Linked DNA regions of Danio rerio: regions 2 and 3 are each linked to region 1. The links are chromatin contacts, called in public HiCAR-type maps. All regions are on one chromosome and are shown on one strand. The core of a region is the stretch at or near the end of the contact, and the rest is flanking DNA. Distances in the headings are between cores, read along the strand shown.

Evidence for each region. HiCAR-type assays count read pairs that join an accessible place to other places.
Region 2: a HiCAR-type map of caudal fin shows a contact between it and region 1, with 4 times the contacts expected there. The contact joins two enhancer-like sites. A contact is called at or near these places in 1 of 18 Hi-C or Micro-C datasets (an unstated tissue) and 1 of 4 datasets of contacts at active chromatin or transcription factors (caudal fin).
Region 3: a contact with region 1 is called in a HiCAR-type map of caudal fin, with 4 times the contacts expected there. The contact joins two enhancer-like sites.

What each region holds. Positions count from the first base shown.
Region 1 is chr12:9,359,243-9,363,817 of GRCz12tu, forward strand. The region is part of intron 1 of jmjd1cb (jumonji domain containing 1Cb); the gene reads right to left. Among named protein-coding and RNA genes, the nearest start is that of jmjd1cb, 8.8 kb to the right of the region's middle. Within about 2 kb of position 2,214, at least 35 of the 62 cell types and tissues checked have an H3K27ac peak or open chromatin away from gene starts, as enhancers often do. A contact at or near this core is called in caudal fin, where this site is marked.
Region 2 is chr12:9,222,669-9,227,089 of GRCz12tu, forward strand. All of the region lies in intron 2 of jmjd1cb (jumonji domain containing 1Cb), which reads right to left. Among named protein-coding and RNA genes, the nearest start is that of nrbf2b, 97 kb to the left of the region's middle. Within about 2 kb of position 2,078, at least 20 of the 62 cell types and tissues checked have an H3K27ac peak or open chromatin away from gene starts, as enhancers often do. A contact at or near this core is called in caudal fin, where this site is marked.
Region 3 is chr12:9,195,644-9,200,106 of GRCz12tu, forward strand. All of the region lies in intron 3 of jmjd1cb (jumonji domain containing 1Cb), which reads right to left. Among named protein-coding and RNA genes, the nearest start is that of nrbf2b, 70 kb to the left of the region's middle. Within about 2 kb of position 1,283, at least 35 of the 62 cell types and tissues checked have an H3K27ac peak or open chromatin away from gene starts, as enhancers often do. A contact at or near this core is called in caudal fin, where this site is marked.

The DNA.
Region 1 (4,575 bases), core at 964-3,463:
TCTTATTCATTCATTCATTCATTTTCTTGTCGGCTTAGTCCCTTTATCAATCCAGGGTCGCCACAGCGGAATGAACCGCCAACTTTTCCAGCAAGTTTTTAAGCAGCAGATGCCCTTCCAGCCGCAACCCATCTCTGGGAAGCAATCTCATCTTATTTTCTTATTTATTAATTTTTTTACTTAAAATCTTAATATTACTATCAGTCATTCATCTTCTTGCTGGTGAGAAGAGAAAGTTCCAGTATCCATTTCCATAACAAAGATCATTCTAAATATTTCAGTATCGATATACTGATATGACACACCACATTTAAATGTAAAAAAATGATTGTGATCTAAATTATGCAATATTTCATGTGACAAGTTTGTTAACATCATAGTAGGGTGTTAAGAGAATAACGACAATCTCATTCCACACATGATAAGCCTAATTTTATAATATTCATATCCTCCAAAATGATGGAGTTAAAATATATATATAATATTAGAATTTATTAGCCATGTGAAAATGTGTACTTTTGAACAATACCGCTAAAAAATCCCTCTAAATCAATAATTAAGCTTATACATTTCTATAGCTGCACATTAAACACAGTTATACAGCCCAGCTGTAGTTCATTGTGGGATATTCAGCCACTACACAGAACAATGTTAAAATTGGCACATGTTTGCATCAAAGGTTTCTCGAGAGCAGCAGACACAGTTCCACCACATGATGAATAGAACAGATTTCAGCATTGTTCCTGGACGATCCTTTGCTTGCTGTAATTGCACTCAAATTTCCCTGGAGATTTTCACTCAATCTAAAGTGCAGCAGGCACATGCGGTGCCCTACATGCCAAAGGTATGTGTAGATGTGTGTGTGTGTGTGTGTGTGTGTGTGTTTGTGTATCTCAAAGGCTGTTTCGGCTCCAGGCGTGTACACACCTCCCACTGGGCCTCTCTTTAAAGGTGTGTCATGCTCCACAATGCCACCTCCAGCTTGTGGGTGTTGCTTTTTAGCCCCAGGCACAACAAAACTCAAAAATGCGGGCTCTCTGCAACCCCCTTCAGATCCTGTCAAACTGCCACCAGAGTCAAAACAAGAGACAAAACAACCACTTAAGCCTGATTTATACTTCTGCGTCAAACACCGGCGTATGCTACGGCGCTGACGCATAGCCCTTCGCCGTGGCCATCGCCGTCACTGACGTGCACCTCTCAAAAAATGTAACTACACGTCGCAACGACGCGTAGCATAAGCTCTGTGATTGGTCGGCTTGGTAGCGCTGACGAGTCTGGGTTTTTAAATGGCATTTTAGAACGAAAACGACATATCGGATAAATATGTTAAATAATGACAGAAAACATCTTTAACGAAACCCACCACATCCTGAATAACCTACCAAAACTTCTTCCTATTTCTTTTTTTGCAGGAAAGCCTAAACACTTTCATACAAGAGATTCGAATGACGCAAGAGATGATCTCTCTGTGATCGTTACAAATTTAGGATTAATCTACCAGTAAATAAAAATATTAATCCGTGTGCCGTTTAGTTTAAATTCATTTGAAATTGCTTAACATTATGGGAAGTGACTATTGCAGATTCACACATTGCGATAACGATGGTAAGACGCTATATTGTGTAGCCCTACTAAATACATTCTAAATACTATTTTTAGTAAATTCAGATGGAGTAGTGACTGCAAAGAGCACTCTTATCATGTAGGTTAACTATTATATTGTTACTCTATTGTTATAAACAAGACACATCCTATTGTACAGGAAAAACATTCTAATGTATAGCTGTATTTTGCATTTTCTTTTTTGAGGCTTGAAACCCCCTTTTTGTCTTTGACCCATATACAGTACAGTCTAAATGGCAGACATCTGGTTTCGCTTAAGAGCACGTTCAACAAAAGCAGAGAAGGATCAGCACAAGGAGATAGGGCGAGAAGCCTGGCTTGGCTCAGTTGTCCATTCCCGCCTACAGAAAGCCTTGTTTGTGTTTCATTGCTGAGCATTTGCAGTCTTAACTCGAGCTGAAAAGACTCAGAAACCGACATAAACGGTTTCAATGCAACCAAAATTGCAGGAAGTCCCACATAAACTGAGCAAGAGAAATAAATTTCCAGCCTTTCTAATGTGAGAGTGATTCAGAAATGAAGGGAAAAAAGCTATGCGTGTGTCATTGCTGAGCATAACAGGATATACGACACTACTTGCTCATTGCATCACCCCAGAGCTATTCAGACCTCCATCGCTAATGTGTCCGTTCACACACAGAGAGGTCAGCCAGTGTGGCTCCAATAAATGCACTAACACACTTTGATGTTTGACTGTAGCGATACCCTAAATGATTTCACCTGTGTACGTTTACATCAATTAAATGATTAAATATGCATAATTGCACTCAACCGTTTTGAAGTGCAGCCATTTCACAGCAAGACACAGGCGCTGTTCCAAACGCCTAGCAAGCTGCCTTGCTGTCTGCTTACTACATAGACAGCAAATCCTAACTGAATTGGATCCACAAAGGTAGGGGTGTGCGATATGAATTGTCTATAATACTGTTATAATTACTTCATTAAGATTGTGCAACAGGTTTAAGTCAAATTTAAGACTTTAAGACCTTTTTAAGACCATGAAGAATGAAATTTCAGACTTATATATGGCTAAACGCTAAAGATTTTTCAATGGCTCATAAAGAAAACAATGTACTAGCCCTATCTAATATGATTTTCCTACTAATTAGTTATTTGTAAGCCACATATTTTAAATAATGTGTCAAAACAAGCAGACCCTAGTTATATACATTTTTTTTTTGGCAAAAAAAACTATTAAACATAATTAACAACAAAAAAACTCTTTAAAAAACTAAATGTAAACACAACAGATTGGTGTTTGGATAGCTTTAAGGAAAATTAAGACCCGTTTAAAAGGATTTTAGACCTACAAGACAACATTTCAGTCCATTTAAAACCTTTTAAGATCCCGCAGATATTTGTGCAAGCTTATATCAAGTGTTTTTCTAATATACTAATTAATTGCATTTCAATAGGTTTCACTTTCAGATACAAAATTTATAGGACAGGGCTCGAAATTAACTTTTTTACTTGGTAGCACCGGTGCTCCCAACTTCAAATATTTAGGAGCACCAAAAATTTTTTAGGAGCACCAGAAAAAAATTTAGGAGCACCCACCAAAAATGAATGAGCACAGCTGCAAATTGTTTTTTAAGGGATTTATTGTATTTTAAAACAATATTAATAGGACTAACAAAAACCAGAAACAACTATCTAACTAAAGCTGCGAAGACATTGATATTTGTGTGCAATAATTCCAAAATGAATGTCTAATAATTAGGCCATAGAATATTAATGATGATGAAAATGACAATAATAGTAACAATGAATTCCATTTCTCATTATGATGCTGCCTTGAATGTGCATGAATGTAGGTTATCTGCTATTAAAAGTCTGTTACTTTATGAAAAATAATTGTATAGTTTGCATCAAACAAAAATGAAGCATTGCAGTAAGAAATATTTATTTTGTACTGCTGTTTTTATATGCATGTCAATTTAATAAATAATATTTCTGATACAAAACAAACAAAAGATTATAATAAATCATTCAATTCAATGATGAAAGCTGTAAAGCAGTCATCAGTAAATAAATAAAAAAATAATATACAACTCAAAAAAGAATAGACAAAAGAAAGTAAGTAAAGTCTCACTTCTATCACTCTTTAAAAGTTTTGGTTTCAGTTTGTGTCAATTTAAAGGTTCAGTCTGAGCTGATCTTCATTTTTCTGTGTTTGTGGAAAGCAGGCGAGTCAGCCGACCCAATTAATAAGTAGGCAGCGCAAGATTATTGCGCTAACCATCGGCGCAAATCCGGTCTTTGTTATGAGCCGCAGTTTCAGTGTAAACTTAGTAAAGGCGAGCTTCTTTGGCGATGATGCAGTATTAGATTTGACTTTTAGCGGACATTTGCGCTGAACACGCAGTGAATGCGACGCATGGAGATTCGGGCACCTTCTCCAAGAAGCGCGTACTCGATTGATCTCAGCTGGCGGATCATTATTCACCACGTGACGTGTCATGATCGCTTTCATCTGCGCCTCAACTTTAGGTGGGGTTTTCAAACTTGTGTGCTTTAAGTTTTTACTCTTCAGCCGTTTGCATTTCCTGTGGTCATAAAAGCTCCTTCCCTGTCATCTGACAGCGGAATACCTTGAGTGAATGACAGCTAATATGAACCAATATAGCGGCAGGGAAGAGCGATTCAGCACGTTTTTAGAAAGAACCAAAACAGGTCGCACTACAACCATTATCTGCAGTCGCACTAATGCTCCCAGATATATTATGAGGTCGCATAGATTAATTTTCGGGCGCATATGCGACCAAAATGGTCGCAATTTCGAGCCCTGTAGGAGGAGAGCATTTACACAAGTCATGATATCCCGTCACATGTTATCATATCACAAAAACAAGTGAAAGTGCATGCTTTCACAGTGATGAAACAACAAATGCATAGCATTGTAAATAGGGAATAAATGCATTTAAGCTGAATTAAACCGCTTCTGTGCCA
Region 2 (4,421 bases), core at 828-3,327, 140 kb before region 1:
AGCATCTGCAATGTGGAGCTGGGATTATTACAGTTGATCAGCAATGAAGAATGTACAGTGTTTACATTTTACATTGCATTTGATTATTCAATAATATTGGCAGGACAAAATATCAATATGTTGATTTATGTGTTAATTTCACCTGTGATACATTATCAATGTAGCCAAGTATTGATATTTATTTAAAGTTACAAAAGATCTGAATGAATTAATCAGCTTTGCACTGCTACTGTTTACCACTCCGGCGGCAATACATCAGTTGGCGCTCTCGTAATGGCGAATCGAACACATATCAGTGTTGCAATTCGAAAAAATACATGTGTTTTAAATTAAAAAAACAAAATTCATCTTATAACTTTCTGATGCATTTTTCCCTTCATTTACAAATATTATGATATATTGTGGATGGTTTTCTTGTGATATATCATTGCTATATCATTATCGGGGGCAAAATTATCATGATAGTATCATATCGTATTACTGTACCTGAATATCTGACTGCTTATTTCACTTTTATCTTTGCTCTATCATTTATTTAAGCTTGCAAACACCTCTACAAGATTCTACTTATCTAATGAAGTTAAAGATTTCATTCTGAATAGAGCTACTCAAGTAATCTGCAGAATTTGTACTCATAACATAATATAAATCGCAGAAAAATAAAACATCGCACTGTCAGATGGTTCCAATATCTTGCAGCCCAAATGTATACCTAATAAATTGTTTTAAAATAACCAAATACTAAAAACTTTAAAGATTCAAGATGTTGATGACTTTTAAAACGCGTCACTACCATAATATGTCTTATTTTGAAAGACAGCGTGATTATTTTTTACAAGGAGGAGTGTACATTTAGCACTATTAGCAGAGCTTCACCGCTGTTGTCTACCTCCTCTTTGGCGAAGAGGGAGTTGAATTAAGGCTACAGTCGCACACGCCGTTTCTAGGACAGATATCTTTGCTCTATCATTTATTTACGCTTGCAAACTCCTCTACAAGATTCTACTTATCTAATGAAGTTAAAGATTTCATTCTAAACAGAGCTATTCAAGTAATTTGTATACATAACGTAATATAAATCGCAGAAAAATAAAACATTGCACTGTCAGATTGTTCCAATATCGTGCAGCCCAAATTTACATCTTAATAAATTGTTTTAAAATAACCAAATACTAAAAACTTTAAAGATTTAAGATGTTGATGACTTTTAAAACGCGTCACTACCATAATATGTCTTATTTTAAAAAACAGCATGATTATTTTTACAAGGAGGAGTGTACATTTAGCACTATTAGCAGAGCTTCACCGCTGTTGTCTACCTCCTCTTTGGCGAAGAGGGAGTTGAATTAAGGCTACAGTCGCACACGCCGTTTCTAGGACAGATAAATATAGCAACAGCAGATCCACAGCTCTTAAAGGAAACCAGGCTTTGTTGCACTAATAAAAACACACAACACACAGCGAGAAAATGATGCCAGCTGCGAGAACCAACAGAAAAAGAAGACAAAGAGAAGATAACAATGTCCTCGGAGCAGCTCTGCAGGTGCGGCTGATGATGTTTTACTCAACCATTTGTCAATACTAGCATGCGATTTCAAATCTGTATGACCTCTGGAAGCAATCATTATTTTCAGCGGACTTTTGCACTCTACGTCCAGAAGATTTCATCAGAAATGAGAGACATCACCCCTGTGACACCTTCACACACAAATAACAGAGGAACAAAAAGCTCTTCCTTGAGCGAGAGTAACTGGGTCACATCTGCCACTTGTCATTAGGGAGTTACCTCTCATCACTATCACGCTGCCAAACAGACAGCGCAATAATTGCCGTGCGTCTCCAGAATATAGAATACACCTGAGTGGATGTGGAGACACATCCACACACACACACACAAACACACGTGTATTTCATTCTCTCTGCAAGAACAAAAAGAGGTGGAGCTCTTTCGTGGAAAAAACAAGCCAGCCGCGGCAGACAAAGCATCTCCAAAAATATGGTCAGTGTGCGGCGGGCCGTAATTCAGCTATAAATATTTGATAAGGCTGAGTGCACTGGAATGTTGCGCTGAGCCGTGAGGGGGGTTCATGCATAGCCAAGTGTGCTGGAGGCTTTGACGCTCCAGGACGACACTGTCTGATGAAGGTCATGGAGACCGCTGACTATATATATATATATTTTTTGCACTTTGTGTGTGTGTGTGTGTATATATATATATATAAATACTATACACACACTTTGTATCGGATCGGGTTTCAGTATCGGTAGATATTCAAAATCAAATGACTCGATCTTGAGGGCAATAAAACTGATCGGGACATGCCTACTATGAATTACCAAAGACATCAGCTAAAATCATCTATAGTGTTCTTCTAAAAACAAAAAACAAAGTCAACTACATTTTGCATGGCCAAAGAGAGAGTGAATTAACAAATTATCATTTTATGGTGAACTGTTCCTTTACTAAATGTTAAATTAAGTACAATCAAATTTAATATGTATTTTTAACTAAAGAGCTATTCACTAAGTAAACCAAACCCTTAGTGAATATGTGTAGTACATCATCTTTACCCAATGCTTGTTTGTGTAATTACACCATAACACTTATATAAAATAATGCTTAATCGCACTCACTGCCATCTTTGTATGTCGTTCAGCATGATCGCACACAATCACCAAAATGGTGGGCTGCAAATTTCTCATATGCAAAACCAGTCAAAGCAGACAGCAGTTATTCTGTCGACTGCTAAAATCACCACACACACACCCTCTCTTCCCTGTAACGTTATAACCACAAATAGCATCCGTCTAAATTTGCATACATGCAGGTCAGAGCTTGCCTGAAATACCCACTGTGGCTTGGTGGCAACATTTGGCCGACTCTGCAGTGACGTCATACTGAAATGTAAATTATAAGAGACAAGAGGTGTCCTGAGGTGTCAGTAACCCCTGATTTGTAGGTAAACTGCTGCTATTATCAATGACTAAGCTGCCTTAGTGTGCGACAAACACATTGACGCTGATGTAGATTTGTTGCCTCATATAGTGTAGCCCGCAGTGTTGTTGTCTCTCCAGCAGACGACAGTTTTACAGTTGAGGAAGACGCCATATCCAATGTTCCATAAACACTCGGAGTGTTTGAGGGGACTCGTTTCCCTGCTGGATGTCTCAATCACAACTGTTACTAATTTGGCTCTGGTGTCAGAGAGACTCTATGTTCGAAATGCAATAAAAGAGCGAGCTGCTACTATCTTCACAAGCACATGACATCAAGACCTTGCACTATAGTTATGTACAGTGTTACGTATTTAGTTGTTATGAGGATGAGACGTAACATCAAGTGAGATTTTCTGATGCTGGGTGCAACAACAATGACGGATATGCGAAAGAAAAAGTGGTAAACTTGTAAAACAATAATAGGAAATAATGAATATAAGACTTTACAAAGTAACTTAATTTGTAAACAAATCAAACGAAAAACAGGAATGTTACCAAAACAAAGAAATAAATCAATTAAAACAATCTAACAAAATCGCAACCCACTTAACTAATTAATCAAAGGAAAATGCAGAAATCAAAACCGCAACTAAACTACACAAACTTAAACTAAACTACACAAACTATCCAAATCAAAACTGCAGGGGTGGCAACAACTCCGAAACCTAATTATCAACAAGAACACCATTCTATCAGAACTAATAGAGTTCTCATAAAGTACACAATGTTAGCGATAAGACTACCAGCTAAATAAAGACTATAAGTTAAATAAAGAGTTATTGTATATTTTCTAAAACCTGTTTTGCGTATAAATACTTTCTCCACCAATCGACATGGATCAGCGTTAAAAATATTTCTTGTCTTTGTTGGTCTTTCTGTCTCCTGTCTTTTTTCTATTCTCCTCCTGGTCATGCATGTACGCCTTTTTCTTGTTTCATAAATGTGTTTCGGCTTCTAATTTTCATTCTTTGCTTCACAGAATACACTGCCGTATAGTAATTTGTGATTAATCGAAGGTTATTTTCTTGTGCATTTTGTAAGAAAACATGGCCTAGCCCCAACCCTAACCCAGACCAGATTGAGCCACATATACTACACTGTCGAAGTTTACCAATAAGCTACACAAAAAAGTCAGTTTCAAAATCTAAATTGACACTGAGATTACGGTTCTGTAATAAAAATAAGTGATCTCTCATTTAGAGTTTTCTTTTGATTACATTAAATAACAGAGGTGTCATTTTAAAAATGCACAGATCTATAATGAAAGCATTCGATTGCTTTCCAAACTTTTTATGCAATGCTTAAGACAAATTTAGTTGTGTTTAAAGAAAACCCACCAAGATCGACATGTTTAGATGTTATTCTTCATCTTCTTCTTCTTCTTCTTCTTCTTCTTCTTCTTATTATTATTATATGCCTGTGAA
Region 3 (4,463 bases), core at 33-2,532, 160 kb before region 1:
AGCAAAAAGCTAAATGTACAAAACCATATGATATTAAATTTGCCATGGGTAATTTCTTAATAAATTTGCTAATATTTAAAAATAACAACAAAAAAAAACTTTGCTTAAAAACATATTAATTAATGATGGAGAATCATTTTTAAACCTTTTATAATGAACATTTTACAGTAAAAACATAAACAATCCCATTTATAACACAATGGAGTTCAATGCTGATTACACCAATCGAGCTGCTCCTGCCTTTCCTTGATTTGCTCGCCGATGTCTTGTGCATCTGTCACCTGACAGTATTTACATTTTAAAAGTCTGATTTATTTACAACATTTAATTGAATCATTTAAATTTTAGTTTTTTTTTTTGGAGCTTCTTAATAATATATATATAATTTCCGTTCTCCCTCTCTTTTCAGATGGGATGGTGGGTCAAACCAAAGGTTACCGAGGGCCAACTTATATTAACTCTATGGTATGCTCACACACAACAGGAAAGAGCAAACATGATGCATCTCATGGCTTTACTTGTAAACTAATGCCTTGTTCTAAACATGGTAAGAGCTGGGAATTACAGAAGTGAAATGTCTTACCCCCGACTTCGATGCATTGTTCAAGCAGTGTTTCAGATGCTATTTCTAGGTAGGAAGCAGAAAATAAATCCTAATTCCGAGCTGTCTGGAACGCAGCGTAAGTGTTGCAGTAGTTTGTCTTAATAAGATAGGATTGCATCATCAGTGTGCCTAATCCTAGGTGAAAGTAAACTGCTACATCCTACTCTCCCTAGTGACAACCATCACATTACTCACACACACATACACACGCCTTCTCTCCAGCTTCTATTTTAAAGCGAGAGCCTTGCAGGACACATTATTTATTTATTGCCCTGCAGGTTTCACGGGGCACTTCTCTCTCGGTGGCATCCAAGAACAGAATCTGTTAGGACAGCCCGGTTTTTTTCCTGGGTCTTCCACTTAACAATGAGAATGAGCTTTTAAAATATATTGAATTTCCAAATGTTTCCAATCAGGATTCTAGCAGGAATGTAAAGCATTATCAAATGAATGTGAATAAGGACAATGAGATTTAAATCAGAGAGCGAGACGTGAGCTCATTCCTGAAGTCTGGTCAAGCACCTTCAGCAGGAGCTGTAATCTCATCTCTCACACACACCCCCTTGGTGAAGGACGGAGCAGATGCACTTTTCTTTCCATCCCCCCACCCCCATTCTGCACCGGGCTGCCATCCATCACTTTAACAGCAATATGTTCCAGGATTTTCCACATGGCGCTGCGGTGGAAGACACTGCGAAAGCAGGGTGGTGCTCGGCACAGGGGGAATAGGAAAGTGCTTCCAGATCCAAACTCTGACCCAGATAAAAACAGCTTCCTTCCCCTCTCTCTTGCTCTCCGTCCAGCAGAATGGAGCCTGGGAACAAGGCTGGGGCGTGGTGCTCCAACTCTTTCTCCAGCCTCCGTCTCCATGTTTCCCACAAACAGTCTCTCCGTCCAACAGCTGCTCAGAAGTGTTCCTGGCTCTCCATAGGAATCACGTTTCAGAGACATCTTGTTCAGATCGTCCGTGTGACATGTTTCATTCATATTTGCCGTTCTAAATTGTGTCTGCCACTGAATAAATACCACGATTCGGTACTTTGCAGACCCATAAGAATGTGCCATAGGGCGCTTCTCGTAAAATGACACCGTGATTCCTAATGAGGTCCAGAATCCATGTCTGCGCACCATCTGTGTTTGTTGACAAGCTGATGCTGATCGGATGAGACCGGGATTTCACACGGGCTAGAGACAGAGGTGGTATAAATACGGTCATAGAATGCTTCCTCCGATTGTGCAATTACTTCTGACAGCTATTAAACTGTTGGTTAGTGCTTTATATATAAACTGGAAATTAAAAGATAACAATCAAACCTGTTTCATGGGCATTCACTGATGGAATATTAATAAATAAAACTAGAACACTGCAATTATGTAGTTTGGTGATTCCCAACCATGTTCTTGGATTACCCCCAATATTATCTCCCGTGTCTGACACACCCATCTAATGAGCTGATGAAAACTAATGAGTTGGGGAATTCTTTCAACCTCTCATAAAATTCCAGGATTCTTAAGCCTGACAAACTTTGCTGAGCAAAGGTAAATGTGATTTTACAGCCTTTTACTCTCTGTCCAAAAATGAGCTTTTGATCTGAACAATCATAGCAAGACTTTTATATGCAGTGACAAGCCAGAAACTCTGACACAAAGTATTGTCAAATAAATGGTGGAAAGAGTGCTGAAAGCTCATATTAAAGTACAAGTTCCATTACTCCCCAAAAAAATGTAGTCTGAGTAAAAAGTGCCAGTTCTAAAATAGTACCTAAACCATGACTAAAACGTAGCCTAAAAGTACTCAAGAGCAAATAAGATTGTGAAAATAACCTAGGGTCAGAAATAAAAAATGTAGCTTACTGGGGTTGTGCCGATAGACGATGCCATCGGACATTGCCGATGGCCGACAAACTTTATCGTGATCCACAGTCCTGCCCCACATTTATATTGATATATAACTTTTTATTTGCATGTCATCTTATATTGGCAATAATAGTCATTTTATGAGCTGTGATAAATGTTACAAATAGCTGCCGCTTGCACGGATGACAGCATTGTGAGGATTAAATGAAGGATTATACAGCACCTCTCACGCTTAAAATGTGTTGATTCCATGGCAAACGATGTAACCTGCAAACACCGTCCCACAGACTTTACAGTGAATGGCTTTAATCATTTTCATAGCGGACTTGAAACACTGGAAGTCTTTCATCCACTCTTGGAAAAGTTATAATGGCGGATTACCATTCAGCACATGATCACTAATAAGATGTGCCATTATTAGTAACTTTAGTTAAATCTGTCAGTGTTATTTTCATTCTCTCATCTTCAGCGCTTTACATCTGATATTTAACAACCACCCCCACCCCCGCCAATGAAGACGATGCCATTGCGATGTTACACATTAGACATTGTACGATGCCAAATTGGTCAACATCGCCCAACCCTATACCTTACATCAGATTCTTTTAAGGGTGTTTCTAAGTGCAAGTTGAACTAATTGCAATTCACAGACTTTACATTTAAAATGTGAGATTAATCACATTACATTAATTTATCCACCTATAATAAGCAGACATGAATGCATTTACATGTGGAGCAAAATCTGTGTAACCCCAGGGCCAAAAATTTAATAGTGTAATTTGTTAACGCCTTCAGACTGCATGATTTTAGCCCCGATTTTGACTCAGCGACAGGTTTTGAGAAATTGGGGTGCTCGTTCAGGTGAGTAACAATCACACAGTGTGTATTATCAAAACCCGACCTGAGAAAATTACCAATGAGTCGCTAGCCTGTAGATATTTGGCATGCTAAATATCTGGACCTGTCGACGATTGAAATGTGTTTTGATTGAAAATAACCCCGGCGATCACCTACAGCCAATGAGAGAGCAGCATACGCTAGTGTGGGTATCTGCAGGTAAGCTGGAGGCTGAGGTAGGAGTTAAAAGCGCTCATTTTTAATTTTATTGGAACCCAAAAAATTGAGAAATAACTAGTTTAAATTTGACAGGATCATCTGTGTCTGTTTGACATGTCATCTGAGCAATACCACAACCAGGTTGAATACGATAAAAGTTGAGGAAAAATTGCTAACTCCTTTTAAAAGCCAGGTGAGGAAAATGAGTACATTTTCTACCCCACTAAAGGCTTCTTTCTCATTATGTAGTGAAAAACAAAAGATATACTACGTGACCTCACGTTGTTTCCATGTCACTTCTCGCGCGTATTTGGTTGTGAGATGTAGTTTGGACAAAGTTGTCGGTGATTCTTCCTATTGTAAAGTCATGCAGTGTGAAACTCCCTGTTGCCAATCCATCTTGGATAAACAAAGCAGCAACAAAACACTACCGCAGAACTCGCCATTAGGTTATGGATTTTGAATCCTGTCTAAACAAGCTGTGTGTGTCCAGTGTGTGCCAGTCTAATGCAGCACTTCAAAAACACATGCAGTTTGCCCATGCATTTGAAAACGTAACATTCTGTAGTGCACTTAGGGCACACTCACACTATGCTATCCTGGATCGTTTGAGAAGTGTGAGTGCTCTGAATCAGGCTCAAGGCTGATTTATACTTCTGCGTCAAACGTCGGCGTATGCTACGGCGCTGACGCATAGCCCTTCGCCGTGGCCATCGCCGGCACTGACGTGCACCTCTCAAAAAATGTAACTACACGTCGCAACGACGCGTAGCGTAAGCTCTGTGATTGGTCGGCTTGGTAGCGCTGACGAGTCTGGGCGGGACCGAGAGCCGCGCGAATGGCGCGAGCGATTGTTTACAAGTGTGGAGTCCCGTGAAGGAGCTCCGGATTGAAAGTTTTGTTTTGTGTTTACCTCATAGTTAAAGTTGTTGCACGTCCGCCGGTT